Linked DNA regions of Mus musculus: all the other regions are linked to region 7. A link is a contact called in public HiCAR-type and promoter capture Hi-C data. All regions are on one chromosome and are shown on one strand. Each heading gives the region's core, a stretch centred on a gene start, on an enhancer-like site or on the middle of the called end of the contact. The rest is flanking DNA. Distances are from core to core; before and after follow the strand shown.

Region 1 (3,666 bases), core at 1,029-3,528, 1.6 Mb after region 7:
GAAATGGCTCAGCGGTGTTCTTACACCGGTTTCTCTTCCAGAGGTCCTGAGTTCAATTCCCAGAAACCACACGGTAGCTTAAAACCATCTGTAATGGGATCTGATTGATTCCCTCTTCTGGTATGTCTAATGACAGCCACAGTGTACTCATATAAATAAAATAAATAAATCTTTAAAAAAAAGGCAAAACCAGGCATAATGGCACATGCCTGTAAATCCAGCACCCAAGAGGCAGATGCAGGAGAGTTATGAGTTGGAGCCCAGCTGTGCTTTTTAACTTATGCACCTGGTGGGTCCCTTCCTTGTATCCTTTTTTCAGTGAGAAGTAAATTGGCATTTATGAAGATGCCCAGAGCAATTTCAGTATGGAAGCAATCTTATTGAAGTAACGATCATTATTTTACAGCACTGGCGATTGAACAGGAGGCCTCAAACATGGTAGGTGACCAAACTGCTGCAACACTGAACTACTTTCCAGCTCCATTATTGATTTTTTTTTTTTTACAGTAGGTTGGTGACCAGGCCTGGGTCTGGCCAATTCCTTGTGGGAATTTCTGTCTTGAGTCAAAGATCGTATTTTTCAGAAGACTTTCCCCCCACTTCTTCTGCAATGGTGGGCAATGTGGGTGGCAGAAAGAGAAAAAAAATCATTTGATTGTCTTTTGGAATAGCAGGATCCTCCTTCATTGACGGATTTGTGGGCATACTCAGGATCAGATGGTGGAAAAATGTAAGGGATATACTCATAGGGAGATATCGCCTGATAATTAAGTACTTTAGTGATAGTTTTATTTCTTGGGGGTTGGGTAGGCAGTGTCCCATGTAGGCCAGGTTTGCGGAAGGTGAGCCTGAACAACTTCCGGTTTCCATTTCTTGAATGCTAGGGTTACAGACACATCGTCATGCTGCATTTATGGGGTGCTGGGGATGGAACCCAGTGATTCGTGCTTGCTCCTGCTTTGAGCATTCTACTTTCTGAGCCATGTCCTTGGTAACAATTTTGAATTACTTAAGTGATGTATACATACTTCTCTTGTGAGGCAAAACGATGGATGGCCTAAAAACTTTATGTGGAAAAGGTTTAAATACTTGCTTGATGTGTATCTCGGCTATTTTTAAAGTTGAGCCTGCAGCTAGGGAGATAGCTCAGTCATTAAAGTGCTTGCCCCGCACACACGAGAAACCACCTGAAAAAAAGCCAGAAATGGTGTCACCGTTTGTAAAGCCAGCGTTGAGGAAACAGAAGATTCGTGGGGCTCTCTGGCCAGCTAGTGAGAGAGAGACCTTGCCTCAAAATACATGGTAGCTGGAGGCTTATGAGCAACACTTGAGGTTGTTCTCTGTACTTCACATGTAAACACGCACACAAAGGAGTATATTGCGTTCACATAATGTGCCCAGTGCTTTATCGAATTCTTTCAGGAGAGTGTGGGTAACAGGCCTCTTACTACTAGAAGGAACCAGATTACAGAGCACAGTTCATGGGGCAGGAAGCAGGCGTTGTTTTTCACTTTTGGAAAATATGTACCAGGACTGCATGACATTTCAGGTAGGGGTTGAAAAGGTGTCGCTTTCACTTCCCCTTCCTCGATTTTACTATTCTGACTTTTTCCCTTAAGACGGTGGCAGGCAGGTGGACGCACGTGAGCGCCAAGGGCACATCTGTGTGCGCGCATTAGCGCTCAAGGGCACGCTCCCCCTCCTGTCCTCCATTGGACGCCTGTTCACACCTGACTGCCGGTCCTCCGAGTGTATGGGAGGGCGTGTGTGGACCCGGGGTGGAGATCCCCTCTCCCATGATGCCCCGCGACGAGTCCACATTGCTCTCTACCACCCGCAGACAGAGCTGCTGCTCAGGAGGCCCAGGGAGGTCCGCTCGGGTCCCTGCTCTCCAGTAGTTCTCGCCTTCTCCTCAAAGCCCCACCCCTTTTAGCTACGCGAACGCGGACCTCGCCTTGAAGTCTAGGCTCTCAGAACTCCAGTGCCTCTCGAGCAGGTCCCGCCTTTTGACTTTCGCCCCTCCCCTCTCCAGGTTCAGCAGCCACAGACCACGCCCCAACTAGTCCCGCCCTTCTTCTCCAGGCTTGGGGCGCGCCGGCACCGCCCCTCCTAGGTGACCCTACCCCTGTCATAAGCCCCGCCTCTAGTCCATATTCTGTGACCAATAGCCCCGCCTTTCACCCCGAGCCCCGCCCCTCTCCAGGCTCCTAGGGCGCCGGCACCGCCCCTCGCTCCCAGCATGCCGTGCGGCAGCGGCGGCGCGGCGGGCGGAGCCGGGAGGCGGGGAAGCCGTGGCCGTGTGAGCGTGAGGAGCCGCCGCCACCGCCTCCTCGCTGTCCTCGTCCTCCTGGGCCCCAGCGTCGCGGGCCGCGCGCTGCCCTGGAAGAGACGTCGCCTCGCCTGCCTCCGCCTCCCCCTCGCCGCGCCGCTCCCGCCTCCTGCTCCTGCGTTGCGGGCTCCAGCGGAACCCGGAACGGCCGTCCGCCTCCCCCGCCCTCCGCCGCCCCCTCCGCGGCTTCCTCCTCAGCCCCGGGCCAGATCGCAGTGTCGGCGGCGGCCGGTTCAGGCGGCGACTCGCGCTTCTTCGGGCGGCGGCGCTTGGCCATGTCGTGTCGGGGAAGGTAATGAGCCGCAGAGCCCCGGGGTCTCGGCTGAGCAGCGGCGGCGGCGGCACCAAGTACCCGCGGAGCTGGAATGACTGGCAACCCAGGTGGGTGACCGCGTCGAGCCTCGCCTGGAGCTGGCCGAGGCCTAGGCCCGCGGGACTGGGAGGCGCGGCCTAGGCCCGCGGTCCCTGGAGCCGGGCGCGGCTTCCTGGGTGTCCTCCGGGCCTGGTCCGGCAGGAAAGCTGCGGGCAGCGGAGGCCTCTGTGCCCGGCTGGCCGCCTCAGCCGGATGGCTGGAGCAGTGGCTCTGAGCTTGGGTGGAGGAGGACGTTCCACTGCCGTCTAACTCCAAGTTGAGATTTGAGGTCCAGGAACCCTCCCTGTTACCTATTAACTTCCTCGGCTCCGCGTCCAGTCCTCATGCCAAAGACCACCTTAACTCTGCGTCCTTCTGGACTCCCACGTGTTAATTAATGTATTTTAAAAGCTGAGAACTCTACCGAGGTCTTCCTCTGACTTTAGACAGGATGTTAGTCGACCAAAAGATGAGATTATGGGACTGTGAATGAAATCGACACAATCAGGCACTGGGGCATTTTAAGTTTTCCCCAACTGCAGAAATAGTTTTTCTGGAAACAGTAATTTCCCAGGGCGCTTTGGAGTGAATTTGTATTCTCAGGAGTAGAGAAATTTCGTTTTGCATGAAGGAATTGGAGTCTGGTTGGATTTAAAATATTAAGAGAAAAATACGAAAGAAAAACTATTTCTAGTCAGTTCTTTCTGATTATGGACTGGTTATACTTAATGTAGGTTCCCATTCTTTGCTGAGTAAAGGCTTCAAGTATTCAGAGACTACTTGAGCTTTAACAGTGCCTAGGACTTCCTAAATGTATAAAACCTGTCTTTCAGTAGAAGTTGATGTATTCTTTGAAGTACACTCCGTTGTTCAGAATGGCCACGTGAATGGAAAGCGTACACTTTTTGGTGTTGGTCTTGCTTTCTAGTAGATCCTCCTAATTTCAGAACAGCTTGGAAGTGGAGTATTTTAGAAGTTAGTGTGT
Region 2 (4,112 bases), core at 1,413-3,912, 1.7 Mb after region 7:
CAGATGGAAAGGGAGAACACTGAAGAGGAGGAGACAGTGGAGACTCAAAAGATCGTGTACTTAAGCTCCCAAAGCAGGTGGTTGATAATCATCAGTAGTTGATAATCATTTGTCTGCCTTTTAAAATTTGGGTGTCATAACTTGCGGTCTCATTGGGAACAGGCTCCATCCACCCTTAAGCATACTTCCCTTTCTGCAAGTTCAAGTAAAGTCACAAATCCTATGGCTTTGAAATTGCTGACTTGTAATCTCTTGCGGCCAGCCCTGACTTCATGGGAAGACTTCAAAAGTTTAAAATCACAAAAGAAAACTCTGTTCTCTCATTGTGGTAATTGCTCAGGTCAGCTGTGTCTGAGTGCCCTCCTGAGGTTCTCTCACATTCAGGCTCACATGGAGACAGACATTAGGATCTGTGCCCTGTAGGTCTGGGCCTTTGGTACTTCTAGACAGGCTCACAGAAAGCCTGGGTAGGCCTTGGACTCCTGGCCCTTCTGCCTTCACCTCAAACAGTCATGTGTCACTTCACCCAACCTAGTTTTTAAGTGTCTGTAAGGTGTAGTTAAATGCCAGCAGCTCATCTTTGATTAGTTCTAATTTGCCTCTAACAAATCACAAACGTGAGTCAGTTTTTACTGGGTTCTTTTTTTTCCACTTCCCTCCAGCCCAGCCACCCCAAATTTCCCAATTTCTATACAAGTGCACACACATACACACACCCCCTCTAGGAGCTCATCAGCCTGGGGCCATCTAGATTCTGTGGCACACCAAGGTCACAACACTGGGATCAGCTAGCCAAATCCCCACAGAACTAACTAGGATCTCAGATTCATTAACTACCACCCCTCCCCACTGCTGCTTTGATCTGAATTCCTGAAGTCATTCCTATTGGGTCCATGTTAAGGAAATTGGGAGACTGGATGTGAGTTTGAGGTCAGTCTGAAATAGACCTGTGCTCAAAATCCTTATAAACCTTGGGAAAGCCTGTGGTCCTTTTGTGGGGTGAATTATGACTGGGAATGAAGACTTCCCCTGTTGTGAGAGAAGATGAAGGGGACTCTGGCGGCCAGAGCATGACAAAGATGGTTCTGGCGGGCCTTTTTCTTCTCCCTTCCTCTTTTCTAAAAACTATTAGGTTACATTCCTAAAGCTCTCTTATTTGGTCACTTATTTGCTCACTTCCTTCTGAGGCTGACTACCAAGGTCCAGCTTTCAAAGGATGGAGGTCCAGCAACCAAAAGTCCCCTTGCAGCTACCCTAATTAACGTGTCTAACCAGAGTTAGACACTTCATCCTAACAAGAGGTTTTTTCCCCCTTTACCCTCATAAACTGTCGTTTGCTCAAGGGCCACACCTGTCTCCTCTCTATGCAGAGGCAGTTCTTTGTTCCCAGGACTTACATCCTTTCCCTCCCTCTCCCTTGTTCCCCTCTCCCTCACCTTCTATCTCCTGTCTTTGTCTCTCATTCCCTGTCCTTTGTTCCTCTGGGGGAAATAAATCTTGTGCCAAACACTGCTGAGCACTGCCACATTTGTGTGGTCTCTCAAAAGCTCCTCTGAGTGGTTCTATCATCCCTGTTTTAGAGATGGAGAAACTGATTTGTCCATTCAGTTTTTTCTTCAACTATATGTCGAGGACCTACTATGTGGCAGATGCTTCTCCAGACTTAGTGTGAACAGCAATGAACGAAGCTTCCCGAACCTCTGTAGGCTTGAAGCTTAATGGTCCAGGCTAGGAGTCAACAGATTCACTTGAGGTGTAACCCCAGTTACAGAAGTGAGGCAGACAGATCACAGGGCTGCATAATAGGAGGAGGAGGAGGAGGAGGAGGAGGAGGAGGAGGAGGAGGAGGAGGAGGAGGAGGAGGAGTGTAACCCCAGTTACAAAAGTGAAGCAGACAGATCACAGGGCTGCATAATAAGAGGAGGAGGAGGAAGAAAAGTGGACCTTAAGCCGGGCATGGTGGCACACGCCTTGAATCCCAGCACTCAGGAGGCAGAGGCAAGCGGATTTTTGAGTTCGAGGCCAGCCTGGTCTACAGTGAGTTCCAGGACAGCCAGGGCTATACAGAGAAACCCTGTCTCGAAAAACAAAAAAACAAACAAAAAAAAAAAAAAAAAAAAAAAAGAGAGAGAGAGCGAGAGAAGCGGACCATGGCAGTAATCCCTGTTACTAGTCAAGATTTTCATGACTCCGGGGACAGCATTGGGCCACTACTGGTCTCCAAAAGCCAAATTCAAGCCAAACCAACCAAAACAATAATAACAAAAGCCAAGTGCTGTGATGTTTAATCTCAGCACTGGGAGGCAGAGGCAGGTGGAGGCTAGAAGTCAGCTTGGTCTTCATAGTTCCAGCCCAGCCGAAGCTACCTAGTGAGTTTCATTGTGGCAAACAAAACTAAACGCAAGAACCCGCAGTGGCGTTAATGCCAAAACCCTAGAGGCTGAGGCAGGACTGCCGCGAGTTTCAGAGCGACTAGCAGCCCACCATTTCTAGTTTCATCTGCCCCTCCCAGAGGAGGCCCCGCCCTCGCATTGGTTGTCCTATAAGAAATCACAGGGTTTTGGGTTTTTTTTTTTTAAGTGTGTGACCATGAAGTCTCGCGATAGCGCTTCCGCTTCCCATAATTCCGTGCGTTTGCCCGGCCCACTCTCTTTCTGCCATCTTCCCTCGCCGGTGAGTGAGTGTTTGTGAAACTCCGTGTTCATCCGTGTGGTATCTGTGCCATCCCTTTACCCCGTGTTCGCTTTCGGAGTCCCGTGGGCCTATAGATCCCTGCAGGGGCCGTAGTCTCCGTCTGCCGGGGTCGGGGGCTATGGGTAGCCCTTTGCGGGAGCCGGCCCACTGCAACAGGCCGGGCTCGGCTCGGGCCGGCGGGGACGGTGGCCCGCGTGGGCCCTGCAGCCTCCGGTGTCTGCGGGAGCTCTGGAGTCCCGAGTGTCCCACGCGGCCGTGGCCAGGGTTGGCGCGGGGAGTTAGGCTCAGCCACTCACTGCCGAGTTAGGGAACCACGTCGTGGTTTACTCTTGGCGCGTAAAATACGCCTTGGCAGCGTCCTGAGGAGCCGTGGAGGTAGCCTATGGGTTGTGGCCGTTCAGTAGGCTGGCTGGGCTCCCTGTCACGTACTGCCTCTTCTCCCGAAAGGGGGTGTGTGTGTGTGTCTGTGTGTTAAATGGTTACCTGTAAATGAGTTAAGTCGCGTTAACCTCTTGACACACTGCTGGCTTTGAAAATCTTGGCAGACGGTGCCAGAACTTTTTCCTAATGACAGTTCCCGCACCCCCACTTTCAGTTTGGCTAGCTGGTCGGTCCCACCATTTCGAAGGCTATCTTCTGTGTGGTGAGGCTCGGCTTGTGTCATTCTCTCCCCAGCTATTTTGTGTGGTGGGTGGTATGAATAGGAGTGTCTTGGAGGGCTAGACTCTGAAGAACAGTGCTGAACAGTCGGGAAATTGTAGTGAATTTTTCCTGGTTCTTGGGAATGTTGCTTAGACCTAGGAAAAGCTAATGGGGGTAGGACAGCATGATTGGGTGTTGATGCAAACCCCGGCTTTTCTTTCCACAGCCACCATGGTGCGAATGAATGTTCTGGCGGATGCTCTCAAGAGCATCAACAACGCTGAGAAGAGAGGCAAACGCCAGGTCCTCATCAGGCCATGTTCTAAAGTCATCGTTCGGTTCTTAACCGTGATGATGAAGCACGGTGAGTATTGGTGTCTTGGGTTTTTGACAGTGCTGGATCTGGGAGGGAAAGACAGTAACCGTTCAAGAAAAGAATGGGTGTGTTGATGCTAACTCCCAAAAATTTTTATGTGATACGGAGCTTTCAGAATTCTGATGCAGAGACTCAGATGAGAGAAAAATCTAATAGGCAAAAAGTTAGTGTTGGCGTAAAGGTTTAGGTCTCAAATTGATGTCTGGTTTGACGCTGGTCACTTGTTTTATAGGATACATTGGTGAATTTGAGATCATTGATGATCACAGAGCTGGGAAGATTGTTGTGAACCTCACAGGAAGGTTGAACAAGGTAAGACATCTTGCTTCTCAAATTGCAGCTGTCTGCCACTTCACAGTGTTGTCATTCTTGCTCTACTTCCCTGATTTAAGGAATTGGC
Region 3 (4,030 bases), core at 1,122-3,621, 1.1 Mb before region 7:
TTTCCCATCAATGATGCAGAAGATACATGGAAATGCCACAGCTGAAGCAGTGTTTTGTGTAGCATGACTGTTACATGCCACACAGTGATGTTTTCCATCCTTGCCCTTGCAAAATAAAAATGCTGGTAGCAAGACCCCCCAACCCAATTTTACAACACTCACTAATGAAACTTGACCTGTCAACAATCCAAGCTTCCAAAGCAAGCTGTGGTGACCCATGCCTATAATTCCAGCACTTGGGAGGCTGAGGGAGGAAGATAACAAGTTTGAGGCCATCCTGGGCTATAACATAGCAAAGCCTCATCTGGAAAAAAAAGTTACAGACACAAAACAAACAAAAAGGCTTCCCTAGCTCCACCCTCCTATCTCCAATGCTCAAGAGACTGCCATTCTTTGTGACTGTCAGTAGCAATGCTACTATAGCATTGCTGCCTTGCTCCCAACCCTCCAACTGTCCCATAAAACAAATCCTTCCATGGACCCCTAAGCCCTTACACGATCTTACCCCTGTCTCCACATAAGCATCTCCTCATGGCCTAGTGACCAATTACTGAACTTCTAACAGGCCAAGCCCCAAGCATCCTTGAGGACACTCTGCACAACAATCCCAGGTCATTTTCTTTTTTTTTTTTCTGGTTTTTCAAGACAAGGGTTTCTCTGTATAGCCCTGGTTGTCCTGGAACTCACTCTGCAGACCAGGCTGGCCTCGAACTCAGAAATCCACCTGCCTCTGCCTCCCAAGTGCTGGGATTAAAGGCATGAGCCACCACTGCCCGGCTCACCAAGTCATTTTCTGGATGCTCATTTTCCTTATATGTAACCACTGCCAGTCCTTCCAGGATTAGACGTGTTCCCTGACAACTCAACTGAAACAGCCGCTTCCAGCCCCTTCCATTACAAGCATAATTCCTTATTTCCTGAATGGTCCTAAGCTGGAACTTCCTGATCTGCTTGCTGGTCAGGTGTTAGCTGTCCTCTGTACTAGACTTTAAACTCTACGAAGGCTTCTCTATGCTTCACATTCCTGGACCATTAAGTGGAGATAATAATTATACTTGGTCGTGGTTATGGGATCATTACTTTTAAAATTAAAAAAAAAAAATCACAGTTCTTTCTCCCAAATATTAATGATGCCAGGCATCAATATAGTACCAAATAATACTCTTCTCATTAGCTGTGCAAATCAAAATTTATAGTGCCCAACTTCGAATTGGTTTACCCAAGGTCACAGCCCCCCAAGAAAACAGGTAAAGAAATCCAAATCTAGCTGATGCCAAGAGCCTTGGTTTTATTCTTAACTAACATGCTGCACATCTCTTTGGTAAAAGGCAGTATGGTGTAGTGGTTAAGAGGTTGGACTGCCGTGCAAAACCTTACAGGTTCAAATCCTACCTCTTCAATATAGCAGCTGATTAGCGACGTGAATTGCATAACCCTGGGTCCTTTCCTATTTTAAACCACACACCGGCTTCAAAGGGATAAGGCGAACCTAGAAGGACTGTTGCTACGTGGCAACATGTTTTCTTCCAATATAAGACCGAACAAGACAGCCACAAATGAAAGAAGCAGGAGTGTCACCCATCTTACACTCATTAAAACACCGTAGCACGGGAATCATATCCCCATTTCACAGATAAAGGTATGATCTTATCTTTTCGCTCCCAAACCCAGGAACTCTAAAACAATATTCCAGGATGACCCGGTATGTGCACCATCCCCCGTTACTGGAAGGTCCCCGGGTCCACGAAGCAGTCGCCACTCTGCTTAAACACAGATCAATGAATGAGGCGTCCCGGGCCCGCTCGGGCTAAGCAGAGTTGACCAGGTTCAACGACCCCTGCCCATGCAGGCGGCCCCGAGTCCAGTGGCTTTCTCCATGTCGCCGGTGCTCAGGCGCCCTTCCCACTCTTCCGAAAGCCGCCACGCCACCGGGCACCAGTGCCCTCGCAGGTGCGGTTCGGGAGCCAGGCCCGGGCGGGGCAGCGCGGCCGAAGCCTGAGTCAGCGCGGGCCGCACCGCCGTCGTCTCCCCACCGTCCAGCCGAACGGAGCGACCCAGGCCCGGGGCGGCCTGGAAAGCCGGGCGGCCACCTTGCGCCCTGCCCTGGTCCCGGGAGGCCGCGGCCCCTCGGCACGCAGCGGCGGGGGCCTGTCTGGCCTAGTCAGCAGCGCGGCCCGGAGCACCGAGCGAGTGCGACGGCTGCGACCCGGATCCCGAGGCTGCCGAGTCGGGGCTCACCTCTCCGCCGGGGCCGCGCGCGGGCGGCGGAACGGCCCAGGGACCCGCGGGCTGCAGAGACGGCGGCGGCCGGGTCTTCTATCAGGCAGCGGCCATGTTCCTGCTGGAGAAACTCCGCCGGACACGTGGGGGGAGCGGGGCCGGCCCTCGCGCTTCCTCTTACCCACAATGCCCCGCCCCGGCGCGCGCGGGACCGCCCCTTCGGCGAGCTGCTCGTGGTGCAGAGAGCGCACATCGACAGCAGGGGTCGCCGCTGCGCTCGCAGAAGGAACCTAGAGCGAAAGACGCTGAGACAAAAGAAAAAGCCTGCCTTGGCAGCGGTGGGATTCGAACCCACGCCCCCGAAGAGACTGGAGCCTTAATCCAGCGCCTTAGACCGCTCGGCCACACTACCCAGCTGTTGACGTCGTTTTCTAAGAAGCTACTTATTGGATTGACACGTATATTTTCTTTCGATTCTTGGAGTTATATTTATTTATTTTATTTCCTGCCGATAGAAATTGCCATAAACAATATTATCATCATGCCACTTATTGAAATAAAAGTATTTAGATGCAAGCTTGTTCCAAATAAGTTTTAAAGCAAAGGATAGTTTATTTTGCGTTCTGAGTCAGTTGGTTAAGGTGTCAGGTTAAGCCACTCAGACACTCAAAAACCCGAATTCGATGTCTGGTTCTGTCAGTAACTTTCACCAAGCTCTCAGAGCTGAACTGTAACCCCAGGTCTGCAGAGTTCTATCTGAAAATTTACGTGTTTAAATTTTTAGTACACAAACAATTTTAAAACTTTGCAGATAAAATATATTCTTTGTAATATTCAAAATAAGATTCTTCGAGCTTTGACTTGCTCTAGTTTCCTAGTACCCAGCATTATTGGCTGATTGTACATCCTTTCTGCTCTTTTGCTGTCAATGTTTATCTCCATAGAAAATAGTTTTGTTCATATTGTGAATGGGTTGGTATATAAATATTAACACAGTAACACATAGAGATATACAGCTGGCTGGTTTTTCACTATACTTTTGATTTATTTTCTGTTTTGCTTTTGTTTTTAACCAGACTTTATTTTTAAGTATCTTTGCATGTTAATATGCCCATACAGACTTTTACGTTTACTTTATTTATTTGTTTGGGAGTGGGGAACGGGCGGGGGCGGGCCGTGGAGGTCAGAGGACAACTTGCCTGATGAATAAGTTCTTTTGTTCCACCCTGTGGGGGCGTCTTAGGTTGTCAGGCTTCGAGGCAAGTGTGTTTACCTACCTTCTGACCGAGCTATCTCACCAGCCCTAGATATTTTAAAACACTGAAAAAGATGAAAAAAAAAATAGTCACACACACCCCATATTTCCACCACCTAGAATTAAACTCATTTCTGCATTTACATTTGAACATGCATACATATTCATTTGTTGTTTAAACTAAGGTTCACAATGCCCAGGCTGGCTTTGAACTACGTGCATTGATGAGTTTGAATTTCTGATCCTCCTGCCTGCACTTCCTAAGTACCAGAATTACAGCCTTGCACCTGGCCAATATGGCATTTTGCTTCCAATTATTTTCTTGTGTACATAATTTTTATTAAAAGTTACACAAGTAAGGCCTTCGAAATGGCTAAGCGTGTAAAAGCATGTAAAAATCCCTGGGACCCACATGATAGAAAAAGAATCATCCACAAGCTGTTCTCTGTCACACATACTCACACGATAATTAAGTAATTAATTAATTAAGTAAGATACACAGGTGATAAATGTAATGTACACTTTAAAACTGTGTCTTAAAATATGGGCTAAGAG
Region 4 (3,822 bases), core at 619-3,118, 1.1 Mb after region 7:
GTACCTCCCATTCGTACACCCCAGAACAGTTTGTCCTGGTTACACTGGCTGATTCCCACTACTTTCCCTCATTTAGGGAAAGAGCAAACTCCAAGATCCAAGTCCCTAGAATTCACATGGCAGGCTGCACGACTTTAGGTCAACTCGCATCCCATGGTCTCAAATGAAAAGCGGACTTGGTTAACTAAGTTAGCTAAGAGGCTAACGCTGACCACTAAGCACGTCCCTTGAGAAATGCGCTCTCTGGAGCAGAGGCACACTTCCCCTGGGCCTCATCAGCTCCCTCATGCATCGACAGGAACAATCACCGGGAAGAAGACGGACACAATTCTGTCTCTCTCATTAAAGAACACGAAGTCAGTGGGTAAAACTGAAAGATGGGCGTGCACTCCCACACACTTGCTCAAGAGAGACGGCTACAGAGACCATAGGCACGAGCAGAGCTGGGGTCTCAGCAGTATGGAAAACGAAAACATCCAAGGTTAAGCCAGCACAAGCAGGTGAAGCCAACCCACGGTGTGATACGGCACCACGCTGACGTGCTGTGTCCTTAAGTGGTCACTTAAGAGTCTGCAGGGTGGAGTGAATTAAAGTGTCCGGCCAAAAAGCCAGAGGGTTGATGTTGGTTATGTTCAAGGCCTAGCGCTACAAATTTCTTTCATGCTCAAACGCAGAAATTTTGCCCCTGAGATGCAAGGTCTCCAACGTCCAACCACATTATCATCCGCTTATCCTATGTGGGTTCTTTATCGACACAAATCACCTGTGACAACCTAAAGGTCACCTCACTTCTAAGCACAAAAAGGCCCGTATGCCAGTCACTTGGGTACACACTATTCCTTCCTGCTTGGTGAGCTCGTATGCATCCTGCAAGACCCAGTTGAAGGCTCTTCTCTGCAGTCTACCCAAGCCGCCAGGGGAGTTGACTGACTGCCCCCTCTCTCCTTTGGGCGTGTCCTCTCTCTAATACGTTCTACTACGTTGAACAACGAGGTAAAGAAGCGTGTCTGGGGACCCTACATAGAGTAGGGTGAATGGTCCCACTTTACAGATGAGAAAGTCTAAGGAGCTCAAGGAACAAGCGACCAGGTCTCCCAGGTGCAGACTCCGGGCGAATTCATCCCCTTCCCCAGAACTCCCAGGCGTGCCAACGTCTCCCAAGGAGGCGGAAGCCTTGGATGGAGTCCGTCTGAGTGAAGGAGCTGCGGAACAGAGGAGAGGAGCAGAGTACTGACAGCGGTTCTGCTCTTCCGTAGTCCTGACAGCCCGGGCGGGGACGGAGGCCACCGATCCCAACAAGGAGGACTGCCCACCCCCACTGAGAGGAGCCCTCCCCGAAGCCTACTAGCGGGTTTTTCCTTACCAGGGAAAGACAGCCATCTTCCCAGTCACATGATCGCCTGTTTTCCGCGTCCAGCCCCTTTTCTCACATCCAGGGAAGCTCGGCCCCGCCCCAGACGCCATGATTGTGAAGGGCAGCTTCCGCTCTGAAGATCCCGGGCTCCGTCATCCGCCATGATTGTGAGGGGCAACTTCCTCCGGATTCCGATCCTCCGCAGTTGTATCGGGCAATGGCCCGGCAAAACCCAAGCTCCGTCATCGGCCTTGATTTTATTTTTTCTTTTTATTTTGTTAATAGAAATCCATTTACGTCTGCCTCCGAATGATGGGATTAAAGGCCTGCATCACCACGCCTTGCTTAAATCCCATTCGTATTATGTAAATATGTGCACGGAGGTCAGTGGATAACGGACAGGTGTTGGTCCTTTCTTCGCTTGGCACTAGATGCCATTACCTTCTGAGCCATCCCATTCACACACACACACACACACACACACACACACACGATGCCATTACCTTCTGAGCCATCCCATTCACACACACACACACACACACACACACACACACACACACACACACACACACACACACCGCCCCCCAGTCTTGTAAGGGGTAAGACGCCACTGGCTGCTTGGCCCGCCTGCGCCCTCTAGTGACAAAAAGGAGTGCACACACCCATCCCTGCTGAGGGCCAGACACAAGTGATTATGAAGTGAATTCTGTTTGGTGTGGGTTCTCTTCATGCTTCGTAAGGATGAACACTTTGGGCATTTTCCCCCCACTACTGACAATCTACGTCCGAATACGGGCAAGCAAGTTCTGTTCTTGACCACAGAACTTTGGCGCTCCTGTTTTAAGCCCCACCCCACCCCACCCCCATGGATAAATTATGATAGGGTGACTGCACTCAATGCACTTTGCCCACTCCCTTCTCAATAGAAACTTCTGGAGTATCTATCATTAATCACTTGTTTTTGGAAAACTGATGCTCAAAGCTGGTGAGTGTCAAACTCTAACTCAAATAAGAATGGATTAAGACTGGGAAATTAGCAGACTGTCTATTCATACCATCCTGGTTCTACTCCCAAGTGCATTTCCTTATGGAAAGAGCAGCATCCTCTTATGCGTTCTGGAAAAGGCAACGGAATATACTTTAACTAGGACTGACATTTTCAGAGTCCCAGTTTCTTCCTCTGTGAAACTGAGCTAACTGCTAAGGTGACAGGAGGTTATAAAATCCCTGTCTCCGGGGCAAACCTCAGATGCTGTAGTTAGTGAGGCAGGCAAGACAGGCTGCTCTTGGTTGGCCTTTGCTCTCAGAGCCTTTCTCTCTGTAGCGCTGACCCTGGTCTATAACAGAGCAGGGCATCTACTGTAAATGGGCATGCCACTTGCCTGGGGACTGTAAAACAGTGGCTCTGGGATAGTTGTGTGTACAATTCTAGGGGACACTGCTGTTGGTGGTTCCTTTGAAAGAATGGTAGCAGTTTGGGTGGTAAGAAGCAACTATGAGGCACTAAAGGCAGGGGACCAATTGTCCTTCGTACATTCGTCAAACCCATCCCATCTTATGTATAAAATAGATGATGGGGAACTATCATAAAACAGGCTACATTTCTGGAAAGGATAGATAACTAAAGGGTTCTTCTTACCACATGCTAAGACCATGGTTTTGTGGCATCTCTGTCAGTGTCCCTAAAGAACTGTAAAATCTGGGCTGGAGAAATGCGTTATCTGGTAAGCACTTGCTGTTCTTCCAGAAAACCCAGATTTGATTTCTAGAACCCAAACTCACAACCATCTGTATCTCCAGTCCCAGGGGATCTGATGCCCTCTTCTGGCCTACAGAGGTACATGTGGTATAGAGACACACATACAGGCAAAATATTTATATACATCAAATAACTAAGTCTAAAAAAAAGAATCTTTTAAAGAAACTGGAGAAGGGCCATGGAAAAACACTGAATATAGAGAGCAGTTTTAAATGGAAACATTTTGTTCCTTTGCTTACATTGTTGTTGAAAATGGTTTTACTTTGTAGTCCTGGCTGGCCTGGAGGTATTGGTCCTCTGCCTTAGCCTGGTAGGTGCTAGGGTTGTTGGCATGGGACACTGCACTCAGCTTCTAATTGTGTGTGTGTGGCATGTGCACATGTCTGATTGTCCATGTATGAGCATATGGAGGCCAGAGGTCAATAGCTAGTATTTTCCTTTATTACTCTCCAACTTACGTTTTGAGACAGCACACCTTTCTCCCCCTCTCCCCCTCCCTCCCTCCCCTCCTCCTTCTTCCTCTCTCTCTCTCTCTCTCTCTCTCTCTCTCTCTCTCTCTCGTTCTCTCCCTCTCTCTCTTGTTCTCTCCCTCTCTCTGGCTTTCTGTCTGTCTCCTTGAATTTGAAGCTGTGAATGGCTGGCCAGCAAGCCTGTCAACGCTATCCCCACACAGAGGTATTTGGGTTGCAGGTGCACACCTTTTGCCATT
Region 5 (3,713 bases), core at 898-3,397, 1.2 Mb before region 7:
GTGAAGAAAAAGTACGAATTTAGAGCCCAAAGCTAAACTTGCGTACTTACTTAGAAGCCAGTAGTTTTTCTTGAAGTTGCTGACCAGGTGACACTCCTTATAGGTTATTTGTGACTGATATTGAAGACTGAATGGCTTTTCTGATTAATTTCAGCTTAACTTAATTAAACTAAACTCCTACCATGTGAAAAAACAAGCTCCTTAGCATTCTTGGGTTATCCTCAAGACCAAGTCCTCTCAGGCTAAGATATCACGGGTTCTTCAATGGCTTCGTTGTGTTTTTGTCACAGATTTTTACATAGTAAATAAGAGGCTCTTTACGTAGGTTTTTAGTGGCCCATTTGCATGTTGACTTACTTCCTGTGTGTTGGCCACAAGCCTAAGATGACAATTTTTTTTAAAGAGGCTTAACTTGGGACCCATGCAGTGTGTGGTGTGTATTGTAAGTATCTCCCCTCCAGGTTTCTGAGGATAACGTTGGGGCCATGGGAAATAGGGAATCTAAGTGGAAATTAGTGGTTAGTAGGCTTTTCTCAGGAGGTCTATAGCCAAGCCCATCACAGAAGCTTTCAAACTAAACCGTACTTGACATTTGCACTCTGAATTCTGTGGTACTGAACCTAGCTGCTGTGAACAGAGGTCTTGAAATAGATATTTAGCTAAATTGTAATCCTTACTAAAATATGTCAGAAATGGGCTACATAGAGAACAATAACCATTCCTTCCCAGAAAGAGAGTGACAGTGACAGTCAAGAATTGTGAGTTGATTGTTCTGTTGTTGCCTTGAGAGGAATGAGGGCAAGGTGCTGTGTAGACAAGAGCAAGTCCTCTGACAAATGCATTTCATATGTGGGGATGAGGACAAACCATCTAGGTCCCTGCAATTGTCTTTCAGGTGAATCTTAGCATTGCATATACAAAGTTTAAAAACTAATTCTAAATAAAGATGACAGTAGCTACCTCTTCCTGAACACTTTGATCATTTGTCAGATACCAGAGTGGACTCTGTATATTAACCTTCATGTAAATAAATGCATATGTAAGAGGACAGTTTAACAGGAGTAAAAGGTGTATTTTGATATTCATACATCAGAGATACTCAAGTGAGTGATTCTCTTAAGAGGTGGCTTTGGAGTTTATCTTACACACGGAGATAGATATTCCTGGTTGGCAGCCTCACTACGTCTGAAATGAACTACAATCTAGAAATGGAGGGCACACCTGTGATCCAGAACTTAAGGCTTGAAGACACAGGCTTTTGATCCTCTAAGTGTTGGATGACGAATGCTTTTGATCTGGATCTTGAGGCATAGCGGCCATGAAAATCTTAAGCTCAGACAAGGAGGTACATGGCTTTAATCCCAGGAGACAGAGACAAGCAGATCTCTGAATTCAAGGCCAGCCTGGGACAGAGTAAGTTCCAACTAGAGAAAAGCTTAGGTCCAGGTGTAGTGGTATACACCTTTAATCTAGGCCATACCTTCTGCAGGAGGCTGAGATACGGGCAATAGAAAAAGGAGGAAGGGTTTGTTCTTTTTGCCTGTTACAGTTCCCTGCCAGTTCATCTGTTGGAACCTACTCCTTCAGGATTCCGTCTTATAAGAAGACCAGCTGAAACAACCCAGCCTATGAGTCTGAGCAACTCCTAGACTCTTAGACTTCCCATTCACAGTTGCCCACTGTTGGGTTAGTTGGACTGCAGACTGTAAGTCATTCCAATAAATTCCCTTAATATATACAGACAGTCCATAAGTTCTGTGACTCTAGAGAATCCTGCCTAACACATACACTGTAATGCAGAACAGTATATTCTTGGAGCAGGGATTAGATGGAGGAAAAGGACTTGGACTCTAAGTGTGGCAACTTAGTGGAGGACAAGTAGATAAAAACTAGTAAAGCTTTTGGGTTGGATTCCTCTGGTGCTGACTCCTGGCCCAGAAGAGTCTGAAATTGTGCTCAGTGGTTAGCTTTCATTCTGCCTGACAGATAGGGAGGGATAAACATGGAGGGCACACAGCTTTCCTGCATCTGTTTCTTAACCGTCCTTAAGCCAAAAACAACACATAGTCTGAAGCCACATATCCTGGTTGTATATATAGTAATCTTTATAGCCTCATGAGGTCCTGATGAGGAAATCATAGAAAAATTCGCAATGTCAAAGGGCCTTCAAGCCTGTCCTGTGAGCTGGCGTACCACTTCCTCCATATAGCTCTGGTCTTGACCTCACTAAAAGACTCCATTCGTAAACTGACTTTTCATATGTTCCCTGTGGGACAGATCCGTCCCATGTAGAGGATGTAGGAATAGTCTCTTTGTAAATAATTTGTACCTGTTTATACGTTTGCCTTTTTTAAGGTTATTGTGCATCAAACCCAAAGAATACTTAGGACCTGATATAAATTATAAACTGTCTTAAAAATGTTTATAGTATATATGCATTTATTTTGAGTGAGTGTGTGTCTGTGTGTGTGAATATGCAAATGTGGGACAGCAAGTCTGTGGAGGTCAGAGGACAGTTTACAGGAGTTAGTGCTCTCTCTTCCACGGTGTGAGCTCTTGAAATTAAAATCTGGTCATCAGGCTTGGCAGCAAGTGCCCTTACCACTGAGCCATCTTGCCACCCTAATCATATATATTCTGCTTACCCTAACTAAGCACTGGACCCAGTCCAGTAGTCCTAAGAAATTAAATACATTCCTGTGGATGAGCCAAGGGCAGAACCAAAAGCTTTCTTCCACAGGTCTGAAGTAGTTTCCTGTCAGAAGTTGAGTGGTTAGTTTTCACAAGGGATCATGAGAAACTTGTGAAGGTTCAGGCAGCAAAGAATAAGTGGATTTCCCTAGATCCCATGCTGTGTCTGTCTAACTTTGCTTACTTAACATGTCAGTTTGGCAGTTTCTAACACTACAATGGCTTACCACTTCTGAACCCCAGACAGTCGACTGAGGTCTTCCCCATAAAGTTTACAGCAAATTTATTTGTTATCAGCGAATCTTGAATTGATTTGAGGCTGTTTGTAATATTCACACTTTTTGATGCCAAAGTATCAGTGCTGCCCAGACCTCACAGGGGTGTTAAAAACATGTTTTGTTTGGGAATAGTGATGGTGGTGTTAATTCAAAGAAATTTTCAGAACACTTTTGGCCCTGAGATTCGTATGAGAAAGTTAAAGAGTTAAAAAGAGGTTGTTAGCTCTGTGCATGGCCACTGATATAAGAATCTGAAAGGGGCTACATTGGATCACTGAATATCAGTTAGCTCTGTTTCTTGAAAGAAGACTGTTGAAAGCCAGTGCAAGGGTTGCACACCTGTAGTCCCAGTACTAGGAAGCTGAGTCAGGAGGGCCAAAGGTCAGAGCCAGCATGCCTGGGATAGATAGCAGACGTTTTCTCAAAAAACAAAGGTCACTTGGCTCTGGTGGTACTTGAGGAGCTGGTTTCAGGAGTGTTTGTAAAGTCAAATCTGCTGCTACCATATGGTTATACTCCAAACCCCCCTCTCCCTCTCTTCTGGTTGTGTCCAGAGGAATGGGCGTGTTGTGTTTGGAATATGCTCCGCTTTAGTGTGTCCAGGTAGGAATGGGATGGAGGGGCCGGGTGACCTAGCTGTGGTATTAAGACTGCGCTTATCCTCCATCTTCAGAAAGCAGTCTTAGCAGGACCAAAATAAATAACCTGCTAAGTATCTCAAGAGTAAGGATAATAGAGATAACA
Region 6 (3,835 bases), core at 1,289-3,788, 1.2 Mb before region 7:
AGGTCAGACGCATGACTCCAGGCTTCAGCGGCTACACACCTGCAAGTCCTAAATTGAATTGTCTTACTTTCCACAGCGTTCTGTGTGACTACAGTAATTGGTTCTACATTGCTTCATTTTGTGTCTGGGCTGAGATATTGACATTTCTGGAAGAAGAAGCTTTACCAGCAACCTTGGTTCTTGTTTTTAAAACATAGCAACAAAAAGCTGACTAGGGACATCTTGCCTCTTGGTGTACTTGTACTCAGAAGGAACTTGTGAGGTGACAGTCTGTTACTCTTACTACTTGTTTTAAGTTACACTTGATCCTTGTGTTGGGGGGGGGGGGTTTTGTATGTGACAAGGTACATGTGGAGAACCTGTGGGAGTCACTTCCAGCCTTGCACTATGTGGGTTGCTGCCATCAACTCAGCTTGTCAGGCAAGGATGCAAGCACCTTTAGCCACTGAACTATCTGGCCTGTTCTATTTTGATTGGCTTCTGCTTCCTAGTCAGGGTCTTGCAATGTAGCACAGGTGGTATCAACCTCACATGCCTCCTGTCTCCACATCCCCAGTGCTGAGGGCACCACTATACCTGGCTAATATTACTTTGTTACATTTTTGGTTGGCATTCCTCATAAGGAAATTTTTTTTCTCATTTATATCACCATGGATTCATCATTAACAAACTGCAATCTGTTGCTATTACTACTTATTTTGATACTCATGGGCTGGGGACAGTGGCTTGGAACTTCTCCTTGCATGTGAGTGGGCCCTTGGTAGTACCACGGGAGAACAGGAAAAAGAAAAAGGAAGAGGGAGGCAAAAAGAGAAGGAAGTGTATTATTTTGATGCTGTTATTTTTTAACAGTCCCTTCACAATAAGTGTTAGAAACAACACAGCTTTCTTGGGCACAGTTTCTTTGATTCTCATAGCTCTTTGAGCAAAGAGGTCATTTCTCCCCTAAGTGGTGAGCTAACGCCTGCTTTGCTAGTACAAACTGTGGATAGACAATTAGATTTCTAACCCTAGGTTCTTGGTACCTTAAGGTCTATTAAGGAGTCTTTCTTAAGGAATGAAGAGGAAAATCTCGCCAGAACAACATTCCTGTAGGGACAGGGTTTGATGGTTGTGTGCCTTCTATCCCAGCACTCTGGAGGCAGAGCCAGCCTAATCTACATAGTGTGCTAGGCAAAGCTGGGGCTGCACAGTGAGACTCTGTACAAACAACAAACCAACCTCACAATGGGGAGGCTTTCTTGACCTTCACAAGACCATGTTCCCAGGAACAGGTGCATGTTACACTGATCTGAAAAGGAGCATCTTAGGACCCACAAGAATGATGGAGAGTGGCACGCCTAAGGCATCGTTAGCACTGAAAAAAGAAATTAGGGTGAAGTATTCCTTCCTCCAAATTACCCGAGATCTCAGAGAAATAAAAGTATCTCTGAGGATTTGTAGCTTCTTCCTAGCAATTTCTCCTGTTTTAAGCCATAGTAATCTGAGTACACTATTTTAAGGCCACAACTGGTGCTTTTTTTGGATAAGGCAAACTTTCAACTGCTTTCCACTTTAGTTCGGGTGACACTCCGGATCTGTGTGAAGGAGTTAACTTCAGGAGGTTTCTACCAAATCACTACTGCCAAACCTGAGTAATTACTCCCCTCCCCCCCTCAGTTGTCACAGTTCTTCTCCCGTCCTCTGTAGATGCTATCAGTTATAACATCCCCTCCCCCCCTCAGTTGTCACAGTTCTTCTCCCGTCCTCTGTAGATGCTATCAGTTATAACATCCCAAACATCTGCGCCGACCTTTCTGCCCTCTGAGAGTTTCCCTAAGTGAGGTACCCAAATATATTAAAAGTTTAACCCAAGAAACAGTAGTTACGGCTGTGTTAACAAGCTGACGCCGGCAAGCTGGCCACCAAGTGCAATGCCTGATCTTAGGTATTTATCCTGGGCTCTATGAACCTTTAAGAAATTCTATGCAAAACTGTGGCAACTTTTCTCAGGGGAGGCGGCTTCCACTGGCCAGCCCGGGACTCTGGAGTGTGAAGTGGGGTTGGTGACTGCCCTTTTAGGAGTTCATAGCCAGGCCCCTGGAAGGCCAGGGCTCCAAGATTGAGGAGCAGCTCTCACTCAGTAGCGTTCTCTCGGCTTTAACTTCCCGACGGACCATGAGTCTCCCTCCGAGCATCACCGAGGGCAGAGCCAAGGAGAGTTGGCCCGCATCCGAAACCCTCGGGTGGGAAGATGATGACCCGTGCCCAGAATTAGTAGTCCTCGGCACCCGGTGTTCGCCAAAGCCACCTCCACACTCCGGAACTGGAGTGCACTCAACTGAGGAGACGCGACGCAGACAAAAGAGGAGGGGCTGCCGACCGCACCCTCTTCGTCTTTCCCCGCCTCCTTTGTTCCTTCCTAAGCTATTATTGGCTGATGGTCCTCGGACCCGCGACCTTTTTTGATATTCTATTGGCTGAAGTCGCTGTCACTCTATAGGCGGCTCATTCGTGATTGGTCAAGGTGCCTCCCGGGTTTGAATCGTCTCCCCGGCTTTGGGAGGGTTCTGCCAAAGTGCCACGTTGGGCCGGGCAGCAGGCGTGAGGAGCCGGCTCCCGGCGCCACCCGGGGCGCGCTCGCTAGGGCGCCGGCCTTTGGGCGGCGCGGGATAGCGGCGAGAGCTGCTGCGGGACCTGCGTGTCCCGCCCCAGGGTGGCTCTGGCTGAGGGCGGCGGGGCCGGGGGAGAGCCCGGGGCAGCGGCCGAAACGGCAGGGCGGCGGCAGAGCCCGCTGCCCCCGGACGTCCCCGGCGACATGCTGGCAGATAACCTAGTGGAGGAGTTCGAGATGGAGGATGAGCCGTGGTACGACCACCGGGACCTCCAGCAAGGTGAGGGCGAGGTCGCCGGTCGGGAGGGGGGGGCGGGATTGTTGGGGTGGGAGTCCGGGGGTGGCAGGTGTGGAAAGTGCTAGAAAGTTCCTTAGGCTGGAGGTTTGGGATGCCGCGGCCCGGTGCTTCTTGCCCTCACCTGGCAACGGATCCGCCCATCCCGACCGCAGAGAGCAAGCGCGCGCGGCCCACGGCCCTGCGGGTGCGCCACACAGGCTGATGCTCGGTGCTTTAAGAAAGCGCTTGCCGGGTATGAGCGGATGGACCTCTGAGGTGGGCAGGAGTGGACCAGCTTGTCCTGCTCTAGAGGCGAGCTGCTGGCCTGGGTCCGGGTCGTGCTGCCCTGCCTGCCCCACATCGCCTTTCATGGTCCGCAGAGTCTGCAAAGCCGCTGCAGGTGGTGGGAGGGCAGTGCTGCTGTGCGGTACCCGCGCCATCTCTCTGTGAGAGTAAATTTTTTTTTTTTTGTCCCGTTTTCCAGAAAGCAGAGGCTAAAAGATTTAGGTGGATTCCCTAAAGCCGAGTATGAGGAGCCTGTAGACACTGTTCAGTTTCTTAGCATCCCAGTTTACAGCTTACTCAGTTGGGTATTAAACTGTTTTGTTTTGTGTTTTAATTTATTACTTAGCCATCGTTCATCGGGGGCTAAATGAAATTATTCGAGGGCAGCTCTTATCATGCGCTTATCTTTCTTTCGGGTTTTCAATTAAAAATAATCCTGCCTTGGTTTTCTTGCATCGGGGCATCTCCAGAGACAATCTCAAGAGTGCCCCCAGTCTGAAGCCAGTGGCCCATTTTCTTGTACATTCATAGCAGGATTTTGTGTTTGGGGACACTGATAGGCCGGCCCTCAACACCCTGGTAGGCTCCTTTAATTCTCCCAATAGCATAAGGTGCTGCAGTAGGTACCTCTGGCTGAAGAAGATACTGTTGGGGAGACTAGGTATTCACGGCAGACCCCA
Region 7 (3,714 bases), core at 674-3,173:
CTAGAGAAAGTATCCAAGGAGCTAAAGGGATCTGCAACCCTATAGGTAGAACAACATTATGAACTAACCAGTACCCCTGAGCTCTTGACTCTAGCTGCATATGTATCAAAAGATGGCCTAGTCAGCCATCACTGGAAAGAGAGGCCCATTGTACATGCAAACTTTATATGCCCCAGTACAGCGGAATGCCAGGGCCAAAAGTGGGAGTGGATGGGTAGGGGAGTGTGGGGGGAGGATATGGGGGACTTTTGGGATAGCATTGGAAATGTAAATGAGGAAAATACCTAATAAAAAATATTAAGAAAGAAAGAAAGAAAGAAAGAAAGAAAGAAAGAAAGAAAGAAAGAAAGGAAGGAAGAAAGAAAGAAGGAAGACTGAGCAAGTCCTGAGGAGCAAAGTGGTAGGCAGTCCTCCTCCCTTCCTGGCCTCTGTATCAGTTACTGCCTCCTGGCTCTTGACCTGAATTCTAGTGAAGAATTGTGAATAGGACTGTGATCTGGCTATGAGAGCTGAGATAAACCCATCCCTAGACAAGATGATTTTGGTTATGAGGTCATGGTGTTTTATCACAGCAATAGAGACCCTAACTTATACAATGGCCTTGAGCTAAGGTTAGGTATTTACTATTAACCACTTTTTTGAGTTTCTGTTCTAGGGACTGAATTCTGGGCACATGCAAGGCAAGTCCTCTATTACTGAGCCACACTGCTGACTCTTAGCCACACAGTTTTGAGAAATTTCTTTGTACTACATCATTTCTTAGAACTTTTAAGTGGGGATCACCATACTCCCATTTTACAACAAAGAAATGAAGAAAGAGGTTTAAAAGCCACAGCGGGAATGCAGCCTCCGAAGATCAAGCTTTTTAATCTCTGGACTACCGTTTCCAACCCAGGGGACTTTACAAACATCCATCTGCTTTCTAACCATCCCCACCCTAATCTATATTTTTCCCTATCAGTCAGTTATATAACCACAACTTTAACATGAGAAAATGGTTCAGGCTAAGTGCATTTTTAAATATGTAATGAAAATTTTATATTTAAAATTCTCTTTTCGATGAAACATTTAAAAATACAAATACTAGGGCAAACATTCTTATTACTGGTATCATTCCTCCATCTAATCATTTCCCCAGGATAAATTCCCCATCAAAATGACCATTCATTTTTACTTCTTCATAAATATTGTATAAAAACAAGAGAATCCTGTTTAGGTGTGCATGGATATTCCTGAAATATTTTGTTATACGGATCTTAATAAATGTTTGTTAAATGAATATTCTGTGTACCAGACACTAAGTCAGTTTTAAACTATGGAGAGAGCCTGGACGAGGTGGTACAACCAAGGGAGCAGAGTTGAGTGAGGTCAGTGGGTGAGCCCTTACCCTTCGGCAGGGACCCTTCGGGTGCTGGCGAAAGTGACTCCCAGCCACAAGTGACTTCGGGCCAGCCTGCTGGGCTCTCTCCTCTGCTCACCTTGGCTTGTGGCTCGCGGTCCTGAATATGCGAAGGAGGTCCATCCCGCTCTGTAGCCGAGGCCGAGGAGTTCGGGGCCTCCTTCCTCTTCCTGGAGTTCGCCTCCTCCTTCTCTTGCTCCATCAGGCTGTAGGGGAAAGATCAGCTGGAGCTGAGGACCCCGCGGCGACCAGGAAACCGTGTCGCGGCCTCTCTCCAGCAAAGCGCTAGACAGGAGTGACGGTTGGTTTGTCTCTTGAAGCGGCTCAAACCAGTTTACCACTCTTGGCCCTCGCAAAAAAGGCCACAGACCTACGCCTCCTTTCCTCAATTTAAGCCGTCGCGAAGTTTAAAGCGCTCCCTGAGGCGCGTCGTGCGCAGAGCGAGGGGCTCCCGGTCCTCAAGCCTCTGTCCACGCCCCCGGGTCCCGAACCGCCCCCTATGCAACGCCCACAAACCGCTGGCGACGGCCGCCGCCGCTCTACAAGCGCCCGCTTCCCTTGCCGCGCCGGCGTTTAAACAGACCGGAAGTGGGGGCGTCCGACTTCCGGCCGTTGAACTCTGCGAAACCCAGGGTCCGGGGATGGCGACCAAGAGACTGGCGCGGTACGTTAGGGGGTTCCCCTTAGGGTGGGCGGTGTTCATCCGCAGTCGTTTGGTCTGGATCTGAAAAGGGCCCTGGTCTTCTCGGGCCCCACGTCGCCATTCGCGACAAGTTGGAGGAGCCCGAGAAACCCCGGGTCCTCCCTACCGTGGCATGCTCTATCAGGTCTGTTCATTCTAGACCCCTGGGACCTGGAACGTGACAGCTCTGCACACTGTTCTCAGGCAGGTGCCACTGCGCCCAAGTGACCTGCCTAGTCCAGTTTTATTGTCAGAATTACCACAGACTCTCTCAGGTTTTTTGGGGGGGGGTGGGGGGGAATATGCTGTGCACAGATTTTTGGATGCGTTGTACACATTTGTTGAGATTGTGGACACAGTATCAAACTTACCAGGCATAGTGGAATGGACCTACAATACCAGCATGGAAAGTTGGAGGCCAGCCTGGTCCTCATGGTGATGTTCAAGCAGGCGATGGCTAAATAGTGAGACTGTCTCAAAACAACAACAAAACCAGATTCAAAACAAAACCCCTATCTGATGTATTAATGAATAGCATAGGATTCAAGCGTGAAAAGTCCTGTCAAAGGTTAACATACTATGGCCATCTTTAGGCAAATCATTTACTTTTCTCTTGCATAAAATACAGGTTGCAGACATGTCTACCACCTAGAATTGTTTAAAAGAAGTCACCATCCTAATTAAATATTTGCTGAAGAAGTGACTAGTAAATGTTAGTTTTTCATTCCAAATCCCTACATTGGCCTCACGTCTTGTCTTTTTCAAATAGCCAAAATAACTATTCCAGGTGTCTGTCTACTTAAAGTTGTATTCGTCATCATTTGGGATCTTCCCTTCTTTGGACTGCAGTGTATTGCTGTTGGGAGGTTTGTTTGTTTTGTTTTTGTTTTTGTTTTTAATCATAGATTACCTTTCAGTAGTACTCTGGTAATCTTTCTCCCCTCCATTTTTAGAGTTTAAGCACAGGCATCATCCCCTTGGTACATAGCAAAGGCTTGAAAAATACATCTTTATAGTCAATTCCTCGGTACTACTATAAAACGTGAACAGGTAAGAGTAGTGTTTGTGAAGCCCGCTCAGGTAAAATGGACACTAAACTCAAGAGAGGATGGCCATTCGCACAAGGACCTAGGACTTTTAAAGTCTAGCCCTCCTTTCCTTCAGTCAGTATGCAGCTGTTGTTTGAGGCAGGGTCCTGCTGTGTGCTGTAAGCTGTCCCTCAGTTCAGTTTGGCCGTGGCCTGCTGACTGCTGAGCCTCCAGGTGTGGGGCCCTCACACCCAGCTCCACTTACCGTACATTAGAGATGATTTTGCCATCTGTTTGGGGCTATTACTTTAATATCATATTCTAACTGCAGTGTAAATGAGTTTATTGATCTTCCTGTGTCTTGCATTTTTAGGCGGCTTGGATTAATTAGGAGAAAGTCAGTTACACCAGCAAGTGGAAATCCAGGAGGGAGCAGATTGAGTAAGTCCCACGCTTACGTTACAGTTTGAAGCCTTGCCCTTGGAACATCGTCGGAACCTAAGAACACTGTGGTCTTTTGCAGAACAGTTGTATGCCTACTTAATTGTCGTTGACTTTGAGTCTACCTGCTGGAATGATGGGAAGCACCACAGTAGCCCTGAAAT

The links. Promoter capture Hi-C pulls out the DNA fragments that hold promoters and counts their contacts. HiCAR-type assays count read pairs that join an accessible place to other places. Capture Hi-C pulls out chosen DNA fragments and counts their contacts.
Region 1: a promoter capture Hi-C map of adipose tissue shows a contact between it and region 7, with 3 times the contacts expected there. The contact joins the promoter of Smg1 here to the promoter of Eri2 in region 7. A contact is called at or near these places in 2 of 39 promoter capture datasets (liver and pre-B cells) and 1 of 9 other capture datasets (adipose tissue).
Region 2: a promoter capture Hi-C map of pre-B cells shows a contact between it and region 7, with 4 times the contacts expected there. The contact joins the promoter of Rps15a here to the promoter of Eri2 in region 7. A contact is called at or near these places in 2 of 39 promoter capture datasets (liver and pre-B cells).
Region 3: a contact with region 7 is called in a promoter capture Hi-C map of pre-B cells, with 4 times the contacts expected there. The contact joins the promoter of Polr3e here to the promoter of Eri2 in region 7. A contact is called at or near these places in 11 of 39 promoter capture datasets (the 3T3-L1 cell line, the C10 cell line, the HPC-7 cell line and 8 more), 2 of 484 Hi-C or Micro-C datasets (B cells and CD4 T cells), 3 of 115 datasets of contacts at active chromatin or transcription factors (the 230-238 cell line, large pre-B cells and pro-B cells) and 2 of 9 other capture datasets (adipose tissue and liver).
Region 4: a HiCAR-type map of astrocytes shows a contact between it and region 7, with 2.8 times the contacts expected there. The contact joins the promoter of Vps35l here to the promoter of Eri2 in region 7. A contact is called at or near these places in 5 of 39 promoter capture datasets (embryonic stem cells, hippocampal neurons, liver and 2 more), 1 of 115 datasets of contacts at active chromatin or transcription factors (astrocytes) and 2 of 9 other capture datasets (embryonic stem cells and pancreatic islet).
Region 5: a promoter capture Hi-C map of the 3T3-L1 cell line shows a contact between it and region 7, with 2.8 times the contacts expected there. The contact joins the enhancer-like site here to the promoter of Eri2 in region 7. A contact is called at or near these places in 11 of 39 promoter capture datasets (the 3T3-L1 cell line, the C10 cell line, the HPC-7 cell line and 7 more) and 1 of 9 other capture datasets (adipose tissue).
Region 6: a contact with region 7 is called in a promoter capture Hi-C map of pre-B cells, with 6 times the contacts expected there. The contact joins the promoter of Cdr2 here to the promoter of Eri2 in region 7. A contact is called at or near these places in 11 of 39 promoter capture datasets (the 3T3-L1 cell line, the C10 cell line, the HPC-7 cell line and 7 more), 1 of 484 Hi-C or Micro-C datasets (B cells) and 1 of 9 other capture datasets (adipose tissue).

Annotation. Positions count from the first base shown.
Region 1 is chr7:118,242,249-118,245,914 of GRCm38.p6, reverse strand. It overlaps Smg1 (SMG1 homolog, phosphatidylinositol 3-kinase-related kinase (C. elegans)), which reads left to right and starts at 2,278. Exons shown (of 63, transcript NM_001031814.1): 1 at 2,278-2,710. The coding sequence starts at 2,625. It overlaps 4930583K01Rik (RIKEN cDNA 4930583K01 gene), which reads right to left and starts at 2,008. Exons shown (of 2, transcript NR_027879.1): 1 at 1,950-2,008; 2 at 364-1,187.
Region 2 is chr7:118,114,697-118,118,808 of GRCm38.p6, reverse strand. It overlaps Rps15a (ribosomal protein S15A), which reads left to right and starts at 2,662. Exons shown (of 5, transcript NM_170669.2): 1 at 2,662-2,673; 2 at 3,563-3,700; 3 at 3,945-4,024. The coding sequence starts at 3,568.
Region 3 is chr7:120,916,119-120,920,148 of GRCm38.p6, reverse strand. It overlaps Polr3e (polymerase (RNA) III (DNA directed) polypeptide E), which reads right to left and starts at 2,371. Exons shown (of 21, transcript NM_025298.4): 1 at 2,239-2,371. n-TLaag4 (a tRNA gene) reads right to left here and starts at 2,632; the gene lies at 2,551-2,632.
Region 4 is chr7:118,738,317-118,742,138 of GRCm38.p6, reverse strand. It overlaps Vps35l (VPS35 endosomal protein sorting factor like), which reads right to left and starts at 1,868. Exons shown (of 31, transcript NM_027815.4): 1 at 1,364-1,868. The coding sequence starts at 1,464.
Region 5 is chr7:120,961,720-120,965,432 of GRCm38.p6, reverse strand. All of the region lies in intron 2 of Cdr2 (cerebellar degeneration-related 2), which reads left to right. Among named protein-coding and RNA genes, the nearest start is that of Cdr2, 19 kb to the left of the region's middle. Within about 2 kb of position 2,147, at least 21 of the 459 cell types and tissues checked have an H3K27ac peak or open chromatin away from gene starts, as enhancers often do.
Region 6 is chr7:120,981,015-120,984,849 of GRCm38.p6, reverse strand. It overlaps Cdr2 (cerebellar degeneration-related 2), which reads left to right and starts at 2,538. Exons shown (of 5, transcript NM_007672.2): 1 at 2,538-2,873. The coding sequence starts at 2,798. It overlaps Mfsd13b (major facilitator superfamily domain containing 13B), which reads right to left and starts at 2,341. Exons shown (of 8, transcript NM_001374644.1): 1 at 2,120-2,341.
Region 7 is chr7:119,792,267-119,795,980 of GRCm38.p6, reverse strand. It overlaps Eri2 (exoribonuclease 2), which reads left to right and starts at 1,923. Exons shown (of 9, transcript NM_027698.5): 1 at 1,923-2,063; 2 at 3,483-3,550; 3 at 3,633-3,714. The coding sequence starts at 2,041. It overlaps Rexo5 (RNA exonuclease 5), which reads right to left and starts at 1,859. Exons shown (of 20, transcript NM_001370778.1): 1 at 1,770-1,859; 2 at 1,479-1,605. The coding sequence starts at 1,601.